Linked DNA regions of Sus scrofa: region 2 is linked to region 1. Evidence: chromatin contacts called from public Hi-C data. All regions are on one chromosome and are shown on one strand. Each heading gives the region's core, a stretch centred on a gene start, on an enhancer-like site or on the middle of the called end of the contact. The rest is flanking DNA. Distances are from core to core; before and after follow the strand shown.

Region 1 (4,844 bases), core at 895-3,394:
ACATCACTGGTTATAAGAGAAATGCAAATCAAAACTACCATGAGATACCACCTCACACCAATCAGAATGGCCATCATTAATAAATCCACAAATAACAAGTGCTGGAGGGGCTGTGGAGAAAAGGGAACCCTCCTGCACTGTTGGTGGGAATGTAAACTGGTACAGCCACTATGGAGAACAGTTTGGAGATACCTTAGAAATCTATACATAGAACTTCCATATGACTCCGCAATCCCACTCTTGGGCATCTATCCGGACAAAACTCTTCTTAAAAGAGACACATGCACCAGCATGTTCACTGCAGCACTATTCACAATAGCCAGGACATGGAAACAACCCAAATGTCCATCGACAGATGACTGGATTCGGAAGATGTGGTATATATACACAATAGAATACTACTCAGCCATAAAAAAGAATGACATAATGCTATTTGCAGCAACATGGATGGAACTAGAGAATCTCATCCTGAGTGAAATGAGCCAGAAAGACAAAGACAAATACCATATGATATCACTTATAACTGGAATCTAATATCCAGCACAAATGAATATCTCCTCAGAAAAGAAAATCATGGACTTGGAGAAAAGACTTGTGGCTGCCTGATGGGAGGGGGAGAGAGTGGGAGGGATCGGGAGCTTGGGCTTATCAGACACAACTTAGAATAGATTTACAAGGAGATCCTGCTGAATAGCATTGAGAACTTTGTCTAGATACTCATGTTGCAACAGAACTAAGGGTGGGGAAAAAAAATGTAATTGTAATGTATACAGGTAAGGATAACCTGACCCCCTTGCTGTACAGTGGGAAAATAAAAAAATTTTTTAAAAATAAAAAATAAAATAAAATAGGAAGAGTTAAATACAAAAAAAAAAAAAAAAAAAAGTTTATCACAACCGAAAAGGCTCTTATAGAAATACCCAGAATAGGAGTTCCCTTCATGGCTCAGTGGTCGACCAACCCCCCTAGGATTCATGAGGATATGGCTTCGATCCCTGGCCTTGCTCAGTGGGTTAAGAATCTGGCGTTGCCATGAGCTGTGGTGTAGGTCGAAGATGAGACCCAGATCTGGTGTTGCTGTGGCTGTGGTGTAGGCCAGCAGCTGTAGCTGGGATTGGAACCCTAGCCTGGGAACTTCCATATGCCGGGGGGTAGAGCCCTAAAAAAAGCAGAAAAAAAAAAAAGAAAAACAACAAAAAAAATCTCAGAAAAACCAAAACACAGCAGCAATGAATAAAAAACAATTCAAAGGAAGGTGCGGAGACATGACGAGGGGTTAACAGTTTGCCAGGCGTTGGGCTGCAGATGAGCAAGAGGACGGAAAAGCGCTCACACAAGGTTGCCCACTTGATACTTTTGATCCAAAAGCTTCTAGGTACATTCAATTGAGATCAGAAGGATGGTTTGTCATCAATTATAAATTACTTTTGTTCCATTCTCCGAGTCCACATGATTTTTTAGCGTAGTTTATCAAACACTGGCCTTGGGCCTGCTAAACCAGGCGTGGGGAAAGCTTGACTTTGAGCAGCTTGCGCCAGGCTGGAGATGGTAGGAAGCAGATAAGGATAGCCTCCAATGCCAATGCAAGAAGCTGAGGCCTGGGGGTTGGGAGAGGCGGCGGGGGCGGGAAGGGTGGGGTAGGGGGTCGACTTCGCCTAAGAGATGGCAGTTTGGAAGGGCAGACAGCCTTCATCAGGCAAAGCGCTGAGCACGTGGACTGGAGGAAGGCACGTGTCCAGGGGGCAGCACGAACCAAGGAATGAACCTTCTCGTGGGGCCCCTGGGACGTTGCATGACGCTTGAAGCCGGTTTCATCGTGTGATCCCAACAGACGGAGACGAATCGACCCCCACTGTTTTCCTCTCTCCCTTTCCTGAAGAAGAAATTGCGTCCTTCCCGATAAGTACTCTCAAGTCAGGGAGCCAGCGCGGACTGGAGCAGCTCGGTGAGCCCGCCGCAACTCGCAGTGTGTGAACCTGACATTCCACTCCGGTCCGACGGCGGGACCGCGGAGATCAGGAGGCCGGGTTACCACCACAATGACCTGGCCTTGACCGCCAGGCGTGTCCCGCTGACGTCCTGCAGTGACGGGCGGGGCGGGCGGCTGGCCGCGGACTCGGAAGGCCGGGGCGAGGGTGCCCTCTGGTGGCCGCGGGGAAGCCTGCGCCCTTCCCCGCCCTTGGCGCGCTCAGCCACAGATCTTCTACATGATCCTGATCAAAGGCCCGGTGGGGTTCAGTCACAGCCCTGCAGGGCTGCCATTTCGGGAGCAGGAGTGGGAGGAGACATGTCCCCAAAGGCAAGAGGAGCCTTTTTAACCTTTGATAACATATTCAGTAGAAAAGTGCTTGGTGCTCCTGCAGAGGCAAAGAACGATTTTGAGGAAAGGGATCTTTTGTTCCTGGCAGCTGGGAAAGGTCAGGCTTTCTTCTCAGAGCAGCGGGATCAAAAGGCCTTAAGGAAGCCCAAGGTTTTTATCATATAGGTTTTTATCATATTGTCAGAGAAGTTCGGGATCTGCAGACAGGTGGGTTAAGGACCCCAAGGGGTCCCGCCTCTGAAATTCCTTAGAGACTGTCTTCAGGGGTGGTCTCTAAAGCATCAAAGGTCCCCAGATTCTGTGTTAATAACCCAAATGCCCACTGATGAAGGACAAGAAGATCTAAGAGGCTGTGCTGCCAAATGGTCAAGTTCAAGCCTCTCCAGGACTTAGTGTTTCCTCCACTGCGAAGCCCACACAAGGACCGCAGCGCCTGAGGGAGTGGTCGGAACCCAGTGCCAGCAGCTGTAAGGACAGTGCTCGGGGTGGTGGTGGAGCAGGGCTGCGCGGTCCTGGTGGCCCGGCTGTGAAAGAGCAGCCAGCCGGAGAGATGAGGTGGAGCTACAGGTACTGACTTGGAAAGATGGCCAATATCAGTCACAAAGTGAAAAATGTACGTTTCAGATCAAGAGGCACAAGATAGGAGTTCCCTGGTGGCTCAGCGGGTTAAGGATCCAGCCTTGTCACTGCAGTGGCTCAGGTCACATCAACCCCAAACCCAGCAGCTGAAAACAACCAATGTTTATCATCTAACATAGTTACAGAGAGTCAGGAAACCAGGTGTGACTCCACGGGGCACTTCTGGCTCTGGGTCTCTCAGGAGGTTGCAGTGAGGATGTTGGCTGCAGGCATGTCATCTGAAGGCTTGATGGGGGCTGAAGTAGTCACTTGCAAGACGTCACACACCATGACTGTTGTCAGGAGGCCTCAGTGCTTGGCCATGTGACCCTCTCCACAAAAGTTCACTGAGTGTGGGGTGTCTTCACCACATGGCAGCTGGTTTCCCCAGAGTGAGTGATTCTAGGAAGGAGGAGCTTACAAGGTCTTTATGACTTAGCAGCCTTGGGAGATGCACCCCATCATTTTCTGCCACATCGTTTATTACAAACAAGTCACTAAGGCCAGCCCACCCTCAAGGCAAGGAGAATTAAGCTCCACCAAACAGAGGAGTATCAAGGAATCTGGACATACTTTAAAACCATCATATCCTGGAGTTCTCGTCATGGCTCAGTGATAACAAACCCAACTAGTATCCATGAGGATGAAGGTTCGATCCCTGGCCTCGCTCAGTGGGTTAAGGATCTGGCATTGCTGTGGCTGTGGCTGGCAGCTCCAGCTCCAGTTTGACTCCTAGTCTGGGACTTCTATATGCTGTGGGTGCAGCCCTAAAAAAACAAAAACCCATCACATCTTGTTAAAATGATGATTCTGATTCAGTAGGTCTGGGGAAGAGACCCAAATTCTACACTTCTAACATGCTTTTGAATGATAACGCTGCTGTTGTTGTGAGTAGAAAGGGAATCAAAAGCATGCAAAGAATGATGGCTCAGATCACACCTCTAGAATTATACTGCTTGTAAGAATAACACCCTTTGTCATGCTGGCATCATCTTTGGACAGTGTCCAATTTTAAAATCACATTTCCCCTGAAAGTTCAGAGCAGTAAAGTAAGAGAAAGACAAGATTACCTTGTTAATACACGAGAACAAGCTGTAATGGAATTAAAAGCAATCAAAGGGGGATTCAGAAAATCTCTCTGGCCTTCTTCTAGAAGCTCTCAGAAGCATAAAACATCAGCTATCAATTCGGAAGGGGATGCTAAGCAAACAGCAGCAAATCTGGTCTTTTAATACAGATTGTATGATGTGCCTTCCTAAGACTAAGACTCCTGACTGCATACTCACAAAATTAGCTTTGGTATAGGAAGGGAGTTCCCATCTTGGCTCAGCGGTTAACAAACCAGATGAACATCCATGAGGACGTGGGTTCAATCCCCGGCCTCAATTAGTGGGTTAAGGATCCAGCATTGCTGTGAGCCGTGGTGTAGGTCACAGATGTGGCTTGGATCTGGCATCAATGTGGCTGTGGCCTAGGCTGGCGGCTGCAGCTCTGATTGAACCCCCTAGCCTGGGAACCTCCATATGCCACGGGTGTGGACCTAAAAAAACAATAAATAAATAAATAAATAAATAAATAAATAGTTTCGATAAAGGAAGGCGAGAAAGAGCACCAGCATCTCAGAAAATCAAGGCTTCTATAAGCTTTGTGGGCTTGAAGAGTGGAACGTTAAAGAAATCGCTTCCCCATTCAATAGCCTAGACTGAAATTCCCTTTTGAATACAGCATAAAACTAGAAATTCTGTTTTGTTTTTACGGCTGCACCTGCAGCTTATGGATGTTCCCAGGCTAGGGGTTGAATCAGAGCCGCAGCTGCCGGCCTACACCACAGCCACAGCCACACAGGATCCAAGCCACATCTACATTCTACACCGCAGCTTGCAGCAAGGCCAGATCCTTAACCCAC
Region 2 (4,991 bases), core at 1,675-4,174, 43 kb before region 1:
GGGAACCTCCATATGCCACAGGTGCGGCCCTAAAAAGCAAAAAAAAAAAAAAAAAAAATCCAAGTCTAAAGAATGTTACAGTGCTCACATAAACCATTTTCATTTTACTTTACGCCCTTTGTCTGTCCATCCCTCTTTCCATCGGTGACTCCATCTGGAGTTTTGATGCATCTCAAAGGAAGTCGCAGATACCAGTTCACTTTCTCCTAAATGCTTTTCAGCAAGGTTATCATTCCCCAGAATTCAGTATTTGTTTATGGGTGAAATTCCAAAAAGTAGTTTGCACAAATCTTAAGTGCATCACTTAATGGCTTTTGACAAAGGCACACAGCTGTGCAGCCCAAACCCCTATCAAGATACAGAAGATCCCCCCAGAAAGGGCCTGTGCGTTCCTGCTTTTCTCATCCATGCTGGTCTTCCACCTTTACAAAAACATCTAAGTGGCTAAAATTAAAGGCAAATGCACATAAATCTAAAATAGCAGCTCAGGAGTTCCCGTTGTGGCTCAGTGGTCATGAAACTGACTAGCACCCTTGACGATGCAGATTCAATCCTTGGCCTCGCTCAGTGAGTTAAGGATCCCGAGTCCTGTGAGCTGTGGCATAGGTGGCAGACGTGGCTCAGATCTGGCATTGCTGTGGCTGTGGCTTAGACAAGCAGCTGCAGCTCTGATTCAATCCCTGGCCTGGGAATTTCCATAGGCCTTGGGTGCGGCCCTAAAAAAACGAACACACAAACAAACAAAAAATAGAAATACAGTAACAACTCAAAGTCCCCCAAGCCATGGATGGCAAGTCAGGAAGGTGAGGGGTGTAGACCACTGTGTTTTAGAAAAGTTCTGGGGGTTGTTAGTTCTCTGCTTGAAAAGCGTCACCTCATTCATCCTTTATCTGGTACTTCGGAGGGAGGATACAGTTGAATCGAGAAATGAAGAAAGAGGCAACTTCCCTTTCTCCATGTGTGTAGACTTTGCTACTTTGTTATAAATAAGCAATAAATTATCTGCCATAACTTATCCCCACAGTGAAGCCACTGACCCTCATGTCCAAGGTGTCAGGAGGGTCAGGTCCTTACTCCCAACACACAGTCATTCAGCAAGCATGGTTCCAGCATCCCCTCCAGGCCAAGCCAAAGGATACGGAGGCTGCAGGACTGAACATGATGTGATCCCTGACATCTCTTAGTCCTGTATGGGAAACAAACACTTGTCCCCAGGCAACGCCCGTCCCTGACGCAGTGCCTGGCACTATGTCGTAGCTCAGGTACTGTCGCCTGGTTGAGTGGGCGCGTGACCTCCGTCATTTAGGATGCCCTTATGGAGCATATTCTGTGACCTAGGCACTGCAGGTGCAGCAGTGAACAAAACAGACCCACCCCCTCAAAAAATCCTTGCCCTCCTTGTGTTTATATGCCAGTGTGGGGGTTGATGCGGACGGCAATAAACACATAAATAAGCAACTCTATGGATTTCCAGGTAGTGGCAAGTGCCACAGAGAAAAACAAAGCAAAAAAGGGAACCAGTGGGTATGAGGCAAGTGTGAGGCATGAGGCTGGTCAGGAAGCCTCGCTGGGTGACAGTTAAGCAAAGACCTGCAGGTGGAGTTCCCGTCATGGTGCAGTGGAAGGGAATCTGACAAGGACCCATGAGGTTGCAGCTTCGATCCCTGGCCTCGCTCAGTGGGTTAAGGATCTGGCATTGCCATGAGCTGTGGTGTAGGTCACAGACGTGGCTTGGATCTGGCATTGCTGTGGCTGTGGCTGTGGTGTAGGCCAGCAGCAACAGCTCCGATTGGACCCCTAGCCTGAGAACCTCCATGTGCCACAGGTGTGGCCCTTAAAAAAAAAAAAAAAAAAAAGACCTGCAGGTGGCAAGATGTATACGGAAGCATGATGAATGAATACATGAGTGTGTTAGTCTGCTAGGGCCGCCTAACAAAAGAGCAGACTCGGGGGCTTAGACAACAGACAACTTTTTTCTGAAGGTTCTGCAAGTCCAAGATCAAGGTGTTTTCTCCCAAGGCCCCTCTCCTTGGCTTGCAGCTGGCCCGTTTCTCCCTGTGTCCCCACATAGGGGCCTCTCCATCTACGAGTCGTCTGTGTTCTAATCTTCTCTCCCCTCTCATTGGATTAGGGCCCAACCACCTGACTTCGTTTCCCCTTCATTATCTCTTTAAAGGTCCTGTGTCCAAATAGTCACATTCTGATACACTAGGGGTTAGGACGGCAACATACGGATTTTGAAGGAACACAATTCAGTCCCTAACAGTGAGTGGATGAATGAATGAATGAACAAATGAATGCATGTGCCTCTTGGCTTCTGGGGGAGAGTGAAGGCAGCTGGAGACACACAAGGACTAAAGGAACAGGAGACAAAGCAGCCACATGAGAAAGAAAGCCAAAGATTTGACGTGTGTTGTTTTTCAAATCCCTCTTGGCCAATTCAGAATGTGCTTTTTTTGTTCAGCTCCGGCTCTTAACTGTTTCCAGAAGTGGTTTTATTAACTGCTGGCCCGGAGCAGGAAGTGGTAGAAGGAAATTCTGAACTTGGAAGCAGAAGAGCGGGGCGCTGTGTCTGCTCGGCTGAATGACCTTGAGAAAGTCACTTAACCTCCCAGAGTCACCTTTGCTTTGTCTATAAAATGGAGATAAGGGGAATTCCCTGGCGACTTGGCTGTTAAGGATCTGGCATTGTCACTGCCATGGCTGGAGTCACCACTCAGGTCACTGCCGTGGCGATGTTCAATCCTTGGCCCAGGAGCTTCCATGTGCCGTGGGCACAGCAGAAATAAATAGATAAATAATTAATTAATTAAATGGAGATGAGAATCCTGTGCCTTCATAGAAATGCCAGAGAAGTGAAGGGAGGCAGTCAGCAGGCAGGTGAGGGCGTGTAGCAATAGGGCTTAGTAAACAGAGAAATGTAATATAAATAACACAGAATGTATTACAATGATGTTTACAGTGAAAACCGCAGCAGACAGCTCATAGCTGGGGCCTTCTGTCCATTTCAAAGAGATTTTTTTTTTTTCTTCTTTGCTTTTTTTGGGGGGGCTGGACCCGTGGCATATGGAGGTTCCCAGGCTAGGGGCTGAATCAGAGCTACAGCTGCCTGCCTACACCACAGCCATAGTGACACAGGATCTGGGCCACATCTATGACCTATACTACAGCTCAGGGCAACACCAGATCCCCAACGCAGTGATCGAGGCCAGGAATCGAACCCACACACTCATGGATACTAGTCAGATTTGTTTCTGCTTTGCTGCAACGGGAACTCCCCTGGAGGGAATTTATTGAAGTCCAATCCCTGTCCTGATTGGGTCCCCACCAGGGAATCAGAGAGCTCAGGCTGGGAAGAGGAAAGACTAGAAAAGCTAGAAGGGAAATTGACCCCACCTCAGGCCATTCCTACTTCACGAAGGATTATTTCTACACACACACATATATATAAAGCTATAGATTTTTTTTTTTTTCTTTTTGTCTTTTCCAGGGCTGCACCCAAGACATGGAGGTTCCCAGGTTAAGGGTCTAATCGGAGCTGTAGCCGCCGGCCTACACCACAGCCACAGCAACTCCAGATCCGAGCCACATCTGTGACCTACACCACCAACCTCACGGCAACGCCAGATCCTTAACCCACTGAGCGAGGCCGGGGATTGACAGTTATTAGTTGGGTTCATTACCGCTGAGCCACGACGGAAACTCCTAGAGTGTAAATTGTTAATCTCTGCAAGCACCCTCACCACAAATGCTGGAGTTGCCCCACCCCGTGACTCAGCACCTCTGCACCTGCCTGTTGCCCTGGGAGACTCAGACAAGCAATGTTGACAGCGGAGCTGCTAGGATAGCTCAGAGAGGTTAAGTCACTTGCTGATGATCAGCTTGTGACTCGGAGAACCGGGATCTGATTCTACTGGGCGCTCTAACAGCCGGCATGTCCACTGGTCCTGTGGGGGTCCCGCCACAGCTGGCTAGGAACCTTTGGTCTTGAGTTGCATTCACAGGAGGCGGGTTTTGGAGCACAGAGGCCTCTGTACACCTGCTGCTGGCCTGTCCCCCCAGACTTCAGTCTGTCTCCTTCCCAGCTTTGGGTTATATCACAAATGCCCCCCTTCTATCACCTCCTCCTTGGGAGGTACCAGCCTCAGGCACAAGCAAACGCAAAGGAAAATTCCTACAGAGGGTTAACCTGGAAGCGCCCTTCCTCAAGAGGGCTGGGCAGCCCTGCCCTCCACCCCAGCCCAGCTCAGGAGTGATGGCAGATGGCCTGAGCTTGACAGATCTCACCACCTGGTGGCAGGAAGCCAAGGGTGACTCTTGCCTCGGGGAAGGGAGAAGCTAGGAGCCAATTGATTGAAGAGATCAAAGGCAGCTCCATCCTTTTCAGATGCAATGAGCTGCTAATGCTTTTAAAGAGAGAGACTAAGCAAACAAGGGAAACTATCCTTGGGCCAAAAAAAAAAAAAAAAAAAAAAGGTGGTTGCATTCTAGAAACTCTTGGTAGCATCTGAGCCATTGTCCTACTTACTCTTCTGATTTTGGATCATCCACCAAAAGAGTCGAATTCCTTCTTACATTGACAATGATGCTGACAAGGGCGATGATACCAGCGGTCTCACTGCTGAGACAGGAACGGTAAGTACTTCGCATCTAGGAACTCATCGAATCCCCCCACTTCCCCAAGAACCTAAGAATAAGGTTCTCTGGTCTGCTCGGGTTTGCCACGGAGGACCTTGAGGACTTGAGCTGATCGGAGGCAAGTCCCAGCTCCAGGCCAAACCCTTTCGAAACTCAGCTGATGTCAGAATCATAAGATGCCAAGTCCACGGTCCTGCCATTGTCCCCAACACTGCGGCCTCAGGGCAGGAGATGATGTCATGGGAACTGCTGTTTTTGTCCCAAAGGATGGGCAAGGCTGGGGGGAGGGGCCTTCGTAGGGCAGCTCTTCTCTCCATGGGGGGGGGCTCACGGTGCGGGGCAGGGGGAGAGGG

The links. Hi-C and Micro-C count contacts between places; a contact is called where the count stands out from the background.
Region 2: a contact with region 1 is called in a Hi-C map of subcutaneous adipose tissue, with 2.7 times the contacts expected there. The contact joins two enhancer-like sites. A contact is called at or near these places in 1 of 5 promoter capture datasets (liver), 33 of 47 Hi-C or Micro-C datasets (adipose tissue, alveolar macrophages, blood and 15 more) and 2 of 2 datasets of contacts at active chromatin or transcription factors (alveolar macrophages and skeletal muscle).

Annotation. Positions count from the first base shown.
Region 1 is chr3:26,380,086-26,384,929 of Sscrofa11.1, reverse strand. No RefSeq gene overlaps it. Among named protein-coding and RNA genes, the nearest start is that of COQ7, 17 kb to the right of the region's middle. Within about 2 kb of position 2,144, at least 40 of the 83 cell types and tissues checked have an H3K27ac peak or open chromatin away from gene starts, as enhancers often do. A contact at or near this core is called in adipose tissue, alveolar macrophages, retroperitoneal adipose tissue and 1 more, where this site is marked.
Region 2 is chr3:26,424,189-26,429,179 of Sscrofa11.1, reverse strand. No RefSeq gene overlaps it. Among named protein-coding and RNA genes, the nearest start is that of SYT17, 21 kb to the left of the region's middle. Within about 2 kb of position 2,924, at least 20 of the 83 cell types and tissues checked have an H3K27ac peak or open chromatin away from gene starts, as enhancers often do. A contact at or near this core is called in adipose tissue, alveolar macrophages, retroperitoneal adipose tissue and 1 more, where this site is marked.